Linked DNA regions of Pan troglodytes: region 2 is linked to region 1. A link is a contact called in public Hi-C data. All regions are on one chromosome and are shown on one strand. The core of a region is the stretch at or near the end of the contact, and the rest is flanking DNA. Distances in the headings are between cores, read along the strand shown. Region 1 overlaps ACSL6 (acyl-CoA synthetase long chain family member 6). Region 2 holds the start of ACSL6 (acyl-CoA synthetase long chain family member 6).

Region 1 (7,085 bases), core at 2,459-4,958:
ACGTATCAAAAAGCCAACTTTTTTCCTTCCTCTTCATTCATTTAGCCAGTCAACAGAAATGAATTAGTTGCTTACTCTATGCCAGGCACTGAGGATACAAAGGAATCATGAATGCCTCTGCCCTTAGGGAGCGCACATTCACGTCCAGTAGTGGAGACAGAGAAACACTGGGCAATTATCAGTATGGTATGCATGAGATAAAGGGCACCCATCTCAGGCATAGGAGGGGAGAGGGAGAGACAGTCAGGGAAGACTTCCCAAATCAGACGGATGTTAAATAATGGGTTATAGTTAACCAGCAAACGGGGAAAAGTGGGTGGAGAAGGGCATTATAGGCAGAGGCAACACCAAAACAAAGCCATGGGAGTGAGAAATGTCAGAGTGTGAAAAGGGAACTCTGAGTGGTTTCTTGTTACATAAAATAAGAGGCAAAGAGTGTGAGGGATGAAGCTAAAGTGGTAGATGAGCCAGTTTATGGAGGAGCTCAAATTTTATTCCAAATACGATAGTAAGATACTGAAGGTTTTTAGTTAGGGCAATGGCATGGCTGAATACACATTTTGGAAAAATCTCTCCAAGAGAAATGGGAAGATTGTTTTTGAGGGGATTTCTAGGATATCCAATTTAAATAGCTGGAAATCTTGCCTAAAGATGGGCATCATCTTTATGGTATCATCTATGGCTAAAGATAGGTATCATCTTAAATAGCTGGAAATTTTGGCTAAAGATGTGTATGATCAAGTGTTTCAAAATCAGATATGGTTATTGTAAAAAGGGTTTTGTTTGAAAACTCTCTCAGTATGCTTGACATTCAAAGAAGCACAGATTCAATAAGGAATAGGGCTGCTGTTCTTTGTACCCTATAGAATATACTTTTTTCCTAATTTGTTGTTACAAAACATAAACCATCCTAGGAGACCCAATATTTATTGGAAACAGGTCCCAAGGGAGACGTTTTTAAACCATAGTGCACTGAGAACTAGGTGATCTGCAGAGGCCACTGCTGGGGATGGTGTAGAAGTGGGGTTTAGATAGGTAAGGGTAGAAAGGAAATGGAGAAGGGTGGGAAGATGAGGTGAGGTGCTTAGGAGGAAAAGTGTGTGTGTAGAAGCTCTGACTCAAGCCCTAAACCAACCTGAGTAGCACTGCTCTTATGTTTTGTGCATGCTTAATTTTTATATAAGATGTCATCTAAGTTCTACTTAAATAAGTTTGGAAATCACCATTTGATGACAAAATTAATTAGCTTAAAGAAAACATTAACACAATCAAAATAAAATTTAATCTTAGTTACAGGGATTTAATGCAGTAGTAACTAACCTTTACTGTCAAAATGAAAAACTAAAAAATTGACAGTACTAATATCCTTAACTTTTCAAAAAAAATTTCTTTCTGTAGAAGCACTATCACATGAAGACTTCCGGTAAGTGCAAACCATCTATCCACTTTCTTTTGTTATTAAAATTAATAATATGCTTTTAAAAAGGAGATACAAATGCCAAGATATAATTTCTCAGTGTTGTAGCCTGGGTTTCGGCTTGTCTGCATTCCTAACAGCATGTGGAGAACATTGTATAATTGGGACAAGAGTCTATGTTCAGTATGGGAACTTGGGGTGAGTATCTTTGAAAAGCCAGCAGTGACAAGCAGAAACTACTAAAAAATACAGTACTGGAAATATAGATTTCATAAGGAGAGGTATATAATGTCATTTATATGGTTAAGTAGAAATGTAAAAGAAAACATTATGATCTTAGGAAGAAAGAACAGCATCAACAGGTAGATGTGGAATATTGCCAATCCAGCTACCTCCCCAAACCTAAATGGCTGAGTGGGACATCTGCAGCTCTATGTGGCTGTCTACAAAATAGTTCTGCCTGAGAAGAGGCTATATCGTTAAATACAGCCTTGCAGAAGCCCAAGAAATATGACAGCCTGCTCTGGGCTCACCTTTCAGTCCCTTAGTGAGCAGGTCGGAGCGGCACTGCTGCTAGGCTGCCAGTCCCTGGTCTGGTCTGACCTACGGCCCTTGGACTATTTAAATCCTTCTATGAAAATACCTATACAACCTGCTTGAGTGACTAAAAAATATAGGCAGTAAGTGGAAAAAAATGAGTCAGCCAGTTGTTTAACTGACACTGACTTTAACTATGGGCCGCAAACCTATAGTTTTTTTTAGAAGTGAATCAATGATAAAAGCATATGTTCATTTTTTATAATAATTATTTTCTCCTAAAGCCAAACTGTCCAATTGTGAACTTTTTAAAAAAAGGTATGAGAGTCCTTATTCTCTCTTTATGCCACACACTTCATGAAACTGGAATTTCCATTTTTTAATTAGCAAAGTTTTTGTTGGGAAAAGAAAAAGGGAGATGCCTAATGTTAGCTTCCCTTCCTGAAACCATACTCTTTTCACTGAAAAGAGATGCTACAGGATTTTTAAAAATAATTCAGAAATACTGTAACATTTAAATATGGCCTTGGAATAAAATTCCTCAAAATTGTCCATTTATGCCAACTCATAAAAGCACAAACTTCATAATTTTAGAGACATAGTATTTTAAGTTTTTCAGTGGTCTTAATGAAATCCTTTAACACAATATTGCTTGTAGATAATAAACACAGAGTGAATAATTTAGAACAGGAGAGATAAAGTAAAAAAAAAACAATTACATGAGTTAGGGAAATGCTCATTTTCTTATTTAAAGGCAAATTGGTTAGGTAAGTATTCATTTCAATGAAAGGAGATACAATAAAATATTTTTAGTGAGTGCTTAATTAGTCAGAAATTGAAAAATCTATCAAGTGTCAAAGTTCACATTGTATTGCCTATGCAAATTAATAAGGCATATAAATGTCAAACAAATGGTTAAATCATGGTTAAGTATGCTCAAATACTGCCCAGCCATCTACTCATTAAAATATATCTTCCAAAGATCTCCATAAATTAATAATGGTTGGCCTAGTTCTAGGAATTGTCTGTTCTTGGAAATTAAATTACATCATTTGTTTTTCTAATTCAAGGTTTAATTCAGATCAACCAAGTCCAGTAAGTCTGAACTCCTAAAGCTTTTGTTGAATGACTTAAACTTTGGATATTGAACTTGAATTCGTTATTTGTGTGTGTATGTGTGTGTTTAATTAGAGTTATGCCTTAATTGGCCATTATTTTTGAGGAAGAGGGAAAAGGACAAGCTGACAATGGATTATGTATTAACTGAAATAATTTATGTTGCGCTTTGGATCACAACTGAGAGCACACCCTCCTCAGGCATGAGGCCTGGTTTTTGCTTTCCTGTGGTCAGCTGAGGGCACACACTGGCTATGGTAGGGAGGATGTCATAGACCAACAAAGAGGAGAATGAGAACAGAGAAAATCAAAAGGCGACAGCCTTGGCAATAAAACTAAAGGCCTCTGAGATCCCACATGACTTCTGTGTATTTGAGGTTACCATGGTGAGGGCAGATTATTAGAGCAGAAACTCTGCGAAAGGCATGTGGAAAGTCAAGAACTCGTCTCCTCTCAGTGAAAGCTCTAACCAGAGCAATGGTTAACACTGGAAACTTAACTAAAGGTCTCTTTTAAGCATAATCTTAAGAGTTGGTATTTTTTTCCATGAAGAGGAATCTGGGTGTCATGATACTCTGTGTGCCCTGGGACAGGTCCCGCATCCAAACACCAGCAGGGGGCGTGAAGGCCTTGTGAATGCACCAGGATGTCTGCGTGAACTGCAGCTTAGGCTGCAGCCAGCCCTTCAAATCCACGTAGGCCCAGACCAGCCAGGCCTACGACCACTCATTTGTGGTCTCTGGTCTACATGATCACAGAGGATCCCATCACACAACTCCCCACTGAGGAAGGGCAATGAAGTCAGTTCATATGCCAAAATTGACCTTTTTCTTTTAGAAAGATAAATGTAACTTGCCTGAATGCCTCAGATTCCATACTTTTAAAAAATATTTATTTACCCAGGCCTAAATTGCCCTAAAACATACTGACAGTTGAGGGTAAAGCAGTGTTTCTCAAAATGGATTAATGTAAAGATCTATTCATAAAGAAAAACAGTATTTTTGGACCCTGAAACTATGCTTAGATTTCCATAGTTTGAAACTAAAAAATAAAAATTTTAATCCATGAAAATGTTTTTTTAATTGCAAATTAAAGCACTATAAGAGTTTTATATTTTAAACTGGTTTTAAATGTTTTTAGGTTATTAAGCAAACATACAAAATTTAAAGATTCTTGTCAAACTTGAAGACCCCTGTCACTAAATTTTGGGTAACAAACTTGTATGAAAAACAATTATTTTAATGAAATGTTTATCTTATGAAAAACAATTATTTTAAATATAAGGAAATTTTAAAAATCAGTATATTAATATTTTTCCATTTGAAGCATTTTTCTCTTTGAATTTTTGACAAAAGAGGATGTATAAATGGTATATGTAAGTCAGAGTAAGTATGCTTATGAGCTCAATTACAGTAAGAACCCAACCTTGCAGAAAAAAAAAAAAGTCTTGGAGGACTGCTGTGTCCTCTCCCAAAGCATTCTGTTTCCTCCTCTTTACAGAGGGCATGCTGGGCTGACAGATCACTGGCCCGAGGAGACCAATCTTTCCAGTGTCCTCCTAACAAGTAAACTTGTCTGCTGAAGCGAAGAAGATGGTCCCCACAAAAATAAAAATAAGATAGGACTGTCGTCTTCGGTAATGCAGGAAGCTTGGAAGACAGATCATGTACACATGATTTATTAGTGACAGCTAGGGTATTATTTCAGCCTTAGGAAAGTTTGTAATTATAAGGATGGGTGCAATCTCTTTTGACATGTGACCTATTTTGGTTCAGGAGGCAGCTTGGAACAGGCCTTCAGGGGTCCATTGGTACATAGCCTGCTGGCGGGCCACACCATGAAAAGTCAGGAATCTAGGTCAGGGTCACCATGGGTTAATTTAATTTTCATCACTGCCTAAAGGGTTGTAACGAGTATGGGGAAGGTAACAGTTACCTGCTCAAAAGAATGGAGTCCACTTTCTTTTCCTAACCTCACCATATCTTCCAAAATGGCTTTCTTCAGATCCTGAATCAAACCATATGAGAAAAATTACAAGACAAGAACACATTTCAAAATGGAGGTAGAGGAAACAACACTTTTGGGTAAAGTGCAACTGATGATTGTGCCAACATGTGCTAACCCACAGCCTGCAACTGAGGCTGATACTCCCTGGCAACACTCCAATTACCACCTCTCATCTGGCAAGTAAGTACCTGAAATGGCCAAAGGAGTGACCATGAATGGACTAAGGGACCACTCAATTTTTTTTTTAAAGCAGGCTTTTGGTCAGCCTGGTGAGTCTTGCTACCCCTAGATGAGCCCAGGGCCCAGGGTCCAGTAGGAGAGGGAGGGCCTATGGCTACTACTAAGAAATGGACCATGTGACTCAAGGGGCTACACTGAGTCACAGCACGGCGACCTCCTCCACAGAGTTCTAGATGTGCCATTAGAAGGTTTCAGGAAGGTGTGAGTAGCTAATGCTCTAAGCAGGAAGAATTGTGCTACTTTTTCTATTCCATGACTAGCTGTCTACACCCAGCAGATACAAAATCCACCTTACATCTGAAGGAGCATGGCAGGTGAGTCAGAAAGCCTATGCTCACATCTGACTCTGCTGCTAACCAGCTGTGTGACCTTGGGCAAGTTACCACCCTCCCTGGACTCTCCTCTAAGCCACAAAGCAACAGGGCTGGATAAGCTTTCTGTGATGTCTCCTGGCTTAAAATCCAAACATTTGTCAATCTTTCTAAGAAGAAATATGAGTTTCTTCAGTAACAAAAAGACAAATCTCTGGTTTAGAATCCCCACTATATATAAAGTAATGTTAGAAATTTCATACGAGCTCGAATTTCACTGGTCTACAACTTTTCTGTCTTCTCATTATGTGGAATCATAAAACATTCAGTAACCTTTCAGGAGACAGCCCCAAGATACCAACCTTATTTGTGCAGAGATCTGCATATGTTCCTTCAATTCCTCTCTTCTGGGCCCAGGAGGGCATAACTTCAGGGTCAGGCACAACAATGCCTACCAAAAAGGCCTGTAGTGCTCACCAAAGGAGAACACAGTCATGACAAATGCATTTAAAGTGGTTATTTGTGGTCCAGCATTAAAATTCTCAGACTCCACCTTTTTCAAAAACTAAGTATATGTTTATAAAACATTTGTTGATGTCATGAAATCTTTCTGCCAATATATCATACCATCCATTTTCTGACATATTCCCCTAGTTTTATATGAAAAAATAAGGACACTAAGAATCAGTAAAGTTAGACTGATATGCACCTTTGATTCTCATGCCAATCTCAAATCAGCACATTTTTAGGAGGCTGAGCAAACAACTCTCTGATCCAAATTCTCTGAACCAAAATGTTTCCCAGGATTACCAAACCACGTTGAAATGGTTTCATTAATACGATCTTCATTCATGAAAGACTTCTTCATTTTGTTTATTTTTTTCTTTTGAGACAAGGTTTCACTCTGTTGCCTAGGCAGGAGTTCAGTGGTATAACCATGGCTCACTGCAGCCTTGACCTCCTGAGCCCAAGTGATCCTCCCATCTCAACCTCCCGAGTAGCTGGGACTACAGGTGCATGCCACCACATGTAGCTAATTTTTGTATTTTTTGTAGAGATAGGGTTTTACCATGTTGCCCAGGCTGGTCTTGAACTTCTGGGCTCAAGTGATCCTCCTGCCTCGGTCTCCCAAAGTGTTGGGATTACAGGCGTGAACCACCATGCCAGGCCCATTTTGATTTTTAAAGCATGTCTTCGAAAATAATTTCATAATATTTATAGAAATGCAATGATAGTACAGAATATATTTGATATCAGGCAGGGCATGGTGGCTTATGCCTGTAATCCCAGCATTTTGGGAGGCTGAGGCAGGCACAACACTTGAGGTCAGGAGTTCAAGACCAGCCTGGCCAACGTGGTGAAACCCTGTCTCTACTAAAAATAAAAAAAAAAAATTATCCAGGCGTGGTGGTGGGCACCTGTAGTCCCAGCTACTCGGGAGTCTGAGGCTAGGGAAT
Region 2 (7,085 bases), core at 2,251-4,750, 54 kb after region 1:
CTCTTCTCCTTACTGGAGCCCAGCCATGACTCAAGCCATCCTTGGACCACATCTATTCTTATCCATAACATCATAACGACCTCCTACTACCCTCCTGGACTCCATTCTCTTCCTCTTGACTCAGCAGCTAAATGGAGGCCTCCTCTACCACCCAAATAAAACCTTCTCCAGAATCCTCTCCCACAACCCACATTGCTCAGGCACAAGACCCTGAAGACTCATCCCCCATTGCAGTTCTTCCACAAACTCTGCTAGTCTGGCTTCCTCCACTTGGATCTTGGCCTCCCTATCTCTGACAAATTCCCCTGAATGCTGCGGAAGCCCACTCATATGTCACTGATGGTTGGGTATATGATTGAACAGATTAGACCCTGCGGCATGGGGCTGCCTTAGCCTAGAGGAAGGTGTGCCCTTTTAGAAAGTTATCCACCAAGAGTGAGACTTCTTCCTACTTTGCACAAAGGTGCTGTATAGGCAGGCAGAAGCTCTGATCCTCTGCTCCCATTGTCCTCTAGGTGTTTATGGCACTGAGGGCATGCTTCCCCAAACCAGACCTAGCATCTGACTCATGCTGGACTTATTTTACTTGTCTCCTTGTTTAGTATTCAACACACAGGTGAGATCTGGGCTGGCCCAGGACTCATTGCTGGCCTCTCCAGCAGGCAACAGGACAGACACAGCCCAGAACAGATGGCTACCTCCCGCAAACAACAGTCAGCTCCTCCTCCTGGTGCACTGCCACACCCCCATCCCCGACTTTATGTCATCTCTCCCTGAGGGCCCTTGAGGGAAACCCTTGCCTGGCCCTACCTTGTCTCCCTAGGGCCAGGTTAGGTGGCAAAAAGCACATAACTCTACTAAAGAGAGACATTGCCTCCTGTTACTGGCTGAGTGGAAGGGATCTGGCAGCTGCCGTGGGACCATGGGACCCTGGAGATGACAAGGCAGAGCATGTTCTCAGGTGTGCTCACAGAACTACAGCTCTTAACTCAGGAGTCTCTTCTGCCACCAGAGAAAGGCTGGGGGCCAGGTGGAGTCTCAAGGAGGGTGGATACATAACTTAAAATGCCCCAGCATTTGTCTGGGTTATTCTATCCAATAAGCACCACAGATCAGCCTCAGCCTCTTGCTTTTTGCATTGGGAAGCTCGGCCTCTGTGGAAGCAGCCACTACCTGCCCCAAGAATCGCTCCTGCTTGACGGTTCTGAGGCCCTGTATAGTCTCTCAGTGAGGCAGATCCCCCAGTTTCCCATTAGAGGAGGGAGCTGACCACTGTAGGAAATGCTCCACAAGGAAACAGGACTCCACTTTGAGTCAGTGCCAGCTAACCCTGCTCACAGACAAGGACCCCACAGGGTGAGGGACTTTTTCTCATAGGCTGCTGATGACCCCGGTCACAAGTGGTCTTGCAGCCCCTAGACACCTCCCTGCAGCCACAGAAGACCAAGTCTTCAGAGAGCTGACCTTGGACCCATGGCTGGGTGGGGCCTCCTGAGGGTAGGGCAAAGGGGTCCTGGCAGTGGGGAGAGGCTCTGAGAACATCCATCACTCAGGCATTAAATGGTGGCTGTTACTACCACCATCACCATTATTTTAATTATCCTTGCCCTTTACCTCCAACCCCAGCTCTAGCCCTGCCCTTGTCTGCTGGATGTGCCTCAGGACTAGAGTTCCCCTGCACAGCCGGTCACAGACACTGGCAGACAGAAGGAGCTTAGGGAGCTGAGGGGATTAGGGAGGCTTCACTCACTCTCCCAGCTCAGGGGAAGTGTCCCTGTGGCCTAACTTAAGGAAATGGTGGTGGTGAAGGAAGTGATTACTTGGCCCACCAACCCTCCAGGTTCAGGCCTGATCCAGCCAAGCACTTAGCATTGGTTGATCAATTAAAACCTCGAATGGAATCCCAGTCTGCCAGATATCCATGTGACACTAGGCAAGTCAACTGACCTCTGAACTCAGTAAAAAAAGGGATGGTGCCACCGACCTCCTAGGGTTTTCCATGAATATTAAATAACACATACAAAGCCTCAGGTAAGGATTTCAAAAGGGTCAACTTCCTCCCCTTCCTTGGCTCAGAAAAAGCTTTATTACCACTTCTGATGGTGCTGTTTGAATGTGAGATAATAATAAACACTAACATTCATAGAGCATTTGCTGTGGCCTAGGACAGGTTTAAGGCCAATTTAAGGATCAAGCACTGCACACAAATTATCAGGCTGAATCTGCACATGGGGGTTGGGGTGGAGGTGGAGATCCTTTAGTGGTATTATATTCTGGAGGACCCCAGGCTCAGAGAGGGGAAGTAGCCGGTGCGGGTAGTAGAACTGGCAGATAAAAGGGCCTGTGGTGAGACTCCAGGTGTGGGTGTATGGGGGGTTGAGGGAGGTAAGCGCGGAGGCGGGATCGAGCAGGGGTCCTTGTAGCCGCCTAAGAAGTGCAGTGGTGAAGCTGACTCCTGTGAGGTGGAGGGGAGGGGTCTGGAAACAGTGGAGACACAGCAGCCCTGGGCAGAGCAGAGGAGCCAGGTGAACCCTACCTTACAGAAATCTTGTACTCTGGCTGAAGGACGGGCAGGGAGGGGTCGTGAGGAAGCCCCTCGCCGGGATCAGGAAGCCCAGGTCAGTCCGGGTTACATAGCTGACCTGCTGTGGGACCTCGGGGACCAACACCCTCGGTTTCTGGTCCCAGGAGATGGACAAGGACGCAATGTCTGTTCCTGGCCTTGGCTCAGGGCCTAATCTGATCCGCGGATGGTCCTTGCCATCAGGGAAGGGGGACGCAAGAACTCGGCGGGGGTTTGTGGTGGGGTCGCAGAGAGCAAGCCCCCTATCTCCCTCCGCAGACCCAGGTGCTCCCCAAACCCGGCCCGGAGCCCGCGAGAACTGGGGGCGGAGGGTGTACTTAGGCGGCCCTGGGGACCTTGACGGGACAGCTCAGCAGCAGGCGATGGGGGCTCGGCGGCCGCGGAGATGTAACACCTCCACCTCGGGCGAAGACCTCATAGCCTGCGGGAGATGGGAGTCCCGGACGCGGACAGGACGGGCACTTACCTACGAATAGCCAGAGGGAGCCCCCCGACACGAGGAAGAAGGTCAGCATGGCGGTCAGCGGGGCCCGGCCCGGCCTCCCCGGCCCGCAGCCCCGCAGCCCAGCAGCCCCAGCAGTAGCCGCGCCGCCGCCGCCGCTGCCGGGTATTTTTAGCCCCCGCCCTCCGGCCCCGCAGCTCCCGCCTCCCCGCGCCGCTGCGGAGACGGCTCAAGGGGGAGGGCGCGGCGCGCACTCGCAACCGAGCCTTACTCCCTGCCCTGCAGCCTGGCCGGGTCTGGGGCTTGCCCCGCACTGACCGCGGTGTCGGAACCGCCAAGCTCCCGGGCGGGGGAGGGGCCCGGCCGCAGAGCGAACCAGCCCTCTCCGGCCCCGCTCCCCAACGTCAGTACCTGTCATTCTGCGGAAACCGGCTGGAAGGGGGAGCACGGGCGACGAGCGCCAGAGCGTGACATTGAGCCCACCCCGCCGCCACCCACCCCATCAACACGCGACCCTGCCCCCGCGCGGCTCGCATCCTGGCTTTTATGGCTGGGCAGGCTCGAATGGCAGCCGGGTCGCGGTTACCTGTCCTAGGAGGTGCACACTCCTGTGGGCTGGTGCCTGCTGACACCAACGCCCCCTAGGACCCAATTTTGCAGACATGGGGAGCCTCCGGGTGCCACCTCTGCAAATCAGTGAGGGGAGGGAGTGGCAAGTTTTCACCTAGGCTCTGACAAATCGGGCAGCTAGACCAGATAGTGCCCAGATCATCTGGGGACGCACGAGTTCAGGTCTGAGGCTACGCAAGGTCACAGGAGACTCAGTGTGATCACAGGCTGCCATATGTGTTCACCAGTAGTAACATGGTCACAGGCAGCCACATGGAATCACAGGTGTCTCATGAGGAAATCATGATCTTCGTACACAACTGTATGTGGCACACGAGGTCTCAAGAAGCCCCTCATAGCCACAATGAATGGCCATATAGCCACACACAGCCACAGATGCCCACACTGCTGGGCAGAGGGCTTGGACACCTGTTGCAGTGTCTGCCATTGAAAGGAGGAAGCCCAGTTGCACATTTTCTGAAATAATAAGGGTAGGCATCCTGGTGGGCACCCCATGAACATCTGCACCTCCAAGCAAGATCACCTCCTCCCAATGCCCTTGCTTGTTTTCCTCAAGCATGCAGAGCCCACCAGGACTCCAGCACCGAGGACAGCGCTCAGGCAGCCGGGCCTTCTCTATACGCAGCCCTCCCAGGCCAGGAGCTGGCTGAGCCACAGCCCAGAAAGAAGAGGATAGAAAACCAGAGAGCAGAAGTCAGGAAGCAGAGAGTGGAAGAGCAGGAGATCTCTTCAGGCCCACCAGAGACCATCAGCCATGAATGCATGTGCGCCCACAGCTCAGCAGCTGGGTGTGTGTGGGGGCCTGTATCTGTAGTACGAGTACATGGCATGTATGTGCCCAGGCCTGTGTGCACCTTGTAGTGGTGCAAGTGTGCAGATGTGTGCCTCTGAGTCACTTCCAATCTTTACAATAGGATCCTACACCTTCTCCATCATAGGATCTGGACTCCTGGGAGAGCTGCTCCAGCTTGAACTCAGCCACAGCCTGGCAGGGACTTTGCTGGGATCTCAAGCTTGGCAGGGCTCCTCCAAGAGGGTGTGACAGAGGCTGTGTGGCAGGACTCCTCCCAGCAAGTAACATGGCTTTCAGAATCCCCCCACCCCACCCATACACTCCCACTGGCAGCAGAGTAACTGGAGATCTGCTGGTACTGAAGAGGAGACCCAGAGGAACCAGAAGGCTGGGCAGAAAGAACATATCTCCCCAGACCAGACTGGTATAGGGAGGTGGTCAGGTAATTTCCCCATAGGCCAGTGGGCCAACAGAGCATTTCTTCACAGAGCAGGGGGCCAGGAGCCAGGCTGCAAGCCTCAGGCCTCTGCGGCACTCAGCTGCAGGAGCACTCCGGGCCCTATGCGGCTCTGGCAGCCTCCTCTTCAGAGTGATGTCATGGGACACATTTAGCTTGGCCTCCAGCAGGATGTCGCATCCCGTTACTCTCCCTACAGATGTCTCTGCTACTTGTGAATATTTTAATTCAAAAACCAGTACTGGAGCTGTGACTGATTCTAGCTTAGCCAAGTATTTTTCTGTTTTCCTCTGAGCATGGCTTGGCTTCCCCTGAGAGATGGGGACAGAAAGGCCCTAGCCTGGTTGTGGGATCATGGCCAGGTCTCTCTCTTCTCTAGGCCTGTTCCTTCCACTGAGTAATGGGACTTGTTCTTTCCTGTCCTGAGTTCCCAAGGTCTTCTTCCTTCTCTGTGAGTCTCAATCTGTGGACCATCTGCAGGCATGGGTAGACGCTGTGACTCAGGCCCTAGACTGCATGGGTGTGGCATCCATGGAACCCAGGGCCCAGAAATGCCCAGGCCAGGCTGGGGAGCCCTTGGATATCCCTCTTGGTCCTTAGCCAGCAAATCCAGCCACCATAGCTGCCAGCCATGTTCACACATATCTCCTCCCAGACTAGCATCTCTGAGTGGGTTGGCAGGCAGGAGCCTAATCATCTATTTGCAGCCCTGGCATGGGGTCTGGCCCAAAGAATGCAGAGGATATTATCCCATTTGACAGAGCAGAAGACTGATGTTGGGAAAGGCGAACAACTGTCTTAGGTCACACAGCAGTTCTGGGCTCCTGACTCCCATTTATTCATTTTTCATTCATTCTCTCCTACATTTTGATAGTTTCCCAAGTTGCAAGTGTCTCTGGTAGAATCCAGAAAACTCACTTTTCCAGCTTCCTTTGCAGCTAGGAGTGGATTAGTGACTTAGACTGTACCAATGAAACACACTGAGTAATGGGATAATGAGCCTTCGATAAAAAAGCCAGAAATGAGTGAAAGAAAGTCATGCACATGGCATCTACGTTGCTGGCACAAGGGTGGTAACAGAAGCCATGGATGGTGGATGATTCTGGGAGTCATTTCAGAAACTGAAATTTGAGCCTGTTTCTTGAACTGCCCCAAAAGTTGAGTCTTTTAGAAGTGAACATGTTCTTTAATGTACTCTTTTTCGATTAAAACAGTCAGTCCAGACTTTGTTTAGTCAGTTTGGAGCCAAGAACTCAAATTGATCCACTCACCATCCCACTGCTGAAGGTCTTTCCTGCCCTCCAGAGGGTGTGGATAGGGGGCTGGCACACAGCATGATGCATCCTCTGTCCCCATTACTGCATCTCCTAGTGGAAGCTCTGACTGATGGGGCTGGGTGGGCTGAGCCAGGTCTTTGCTTCTCTGTATTCTGACAACCACATATTCGGAGACCTGAACCAAAAACTTGAAACTCAACAAAGAATCCACTAAGGATAACTACCCAATCTGGAGCAAAGGCTTTTAACACATGATATAATGGTTGGGGAGCTGCAAACAATATTCAACCATGTCTTTTACTGAGTAGTGGTGTTTTTTCCCCCTCAGATTAGTAAAATTGTTCAACATAGAAATCTTGGAAAATACAGAAAAGTGTAAGATAAAATCACTTGTAATTTCATCCCCCAATGAGAATGCAATAATAACTAATGCAGTTCTGTATATTTCCTAACAACAATAATAATATCCAACATTTACACAGGGCTTAGTATGAGCCAGACATTATTTCTAAGCACTTTACGTATGTGTTATGGACCAAATTGTGTCCCCCACATCCCAATTCATATATGGAAGCTCTAACCTTCAATGTGACTGTATTTAGAGACAGGGTCTTTAAGGTAAGTAAGGATAAATGAGGTCATAAGGGTAGAGCACTAATCCAATAGGACTAGTGTCCTTATAAGAAGAGTAACATCAGGAATAAAGGCCTGAACTTTATTGCGAGAAAGTTTATTGTGATAACTTTATTGCAGAGAGAAGGCAGTCATCTGTAAGACAAGGAGAGGTCTTGCAGACCAGACACCAACTCTACCATCACCTTGACCTTAGATTTCCAGCCTCCAGAATCATAAGTAAATAAAATTCTGTTGTTTAAGCTACCAAGTTTGTGGTATTTTTGTTA

Evidence for each region. Hi-C and Micro-C count contacts between places; a contact is called where the count stands out from the background.
Region 2: a contact with region 1 is called in a Hi-C map of stem cell-derived neural progenitor cells, with 3 times the contacts expected there. The contact joins the promoter of ACSL6 here to the enhancer-like site in region 1. A contact is called at or near these places in 4 of 7 Hi-C or Micro-C datasets (induced pluripotent stem cells, a lymphoblastoid cell line and stem cell-derived neural progenitor cells), 1 of 1 datasets of contacts at active chromatin or transcription factors (stem cell-derived excitatory neurons) and 1 of 1 other capture datasets (stem cell-derived neural stem cells).

What each region holds. Positions count from the first base shown.
Region 1 is chr4:129,718,708-129,725,792 of NHGRI_mPanTro3-v2.0_pri, forward strand. ACSL6 (acyl-CoA synthetase long chain family member 6) reads right to left here. Exons shown (of 21, transcript NM_001280466.1): 19 at 5,991-6,092; 20 at 5,006-5,077. Among named protein-coding and RNA genes, the nearest start is that of MEIKIN, 12 kb to the left of the region's middle. Within about 2 kb of position 3,709, at least 5 of the 24 cell types and tissues checked have an H3K27ac peak or open chromatin away from gene starts, as enhancers often do. A contact at or near this core is called in stem cell-derived neural progenitor cells, where this site is marked.
Region 2 is chr4:129,772,485-129,779,569 of NHGRI_mPanTro3-v2.0_pri, forward strand. It overlaps ACSL6 (acyl-CoA synthetase long chain family member 6), which reads right to left and starts at 3,501. Exons shown (of 21, transcript NM_001280466.1): 1 at 3,438-3,501. The coding sequence starts at 3,444.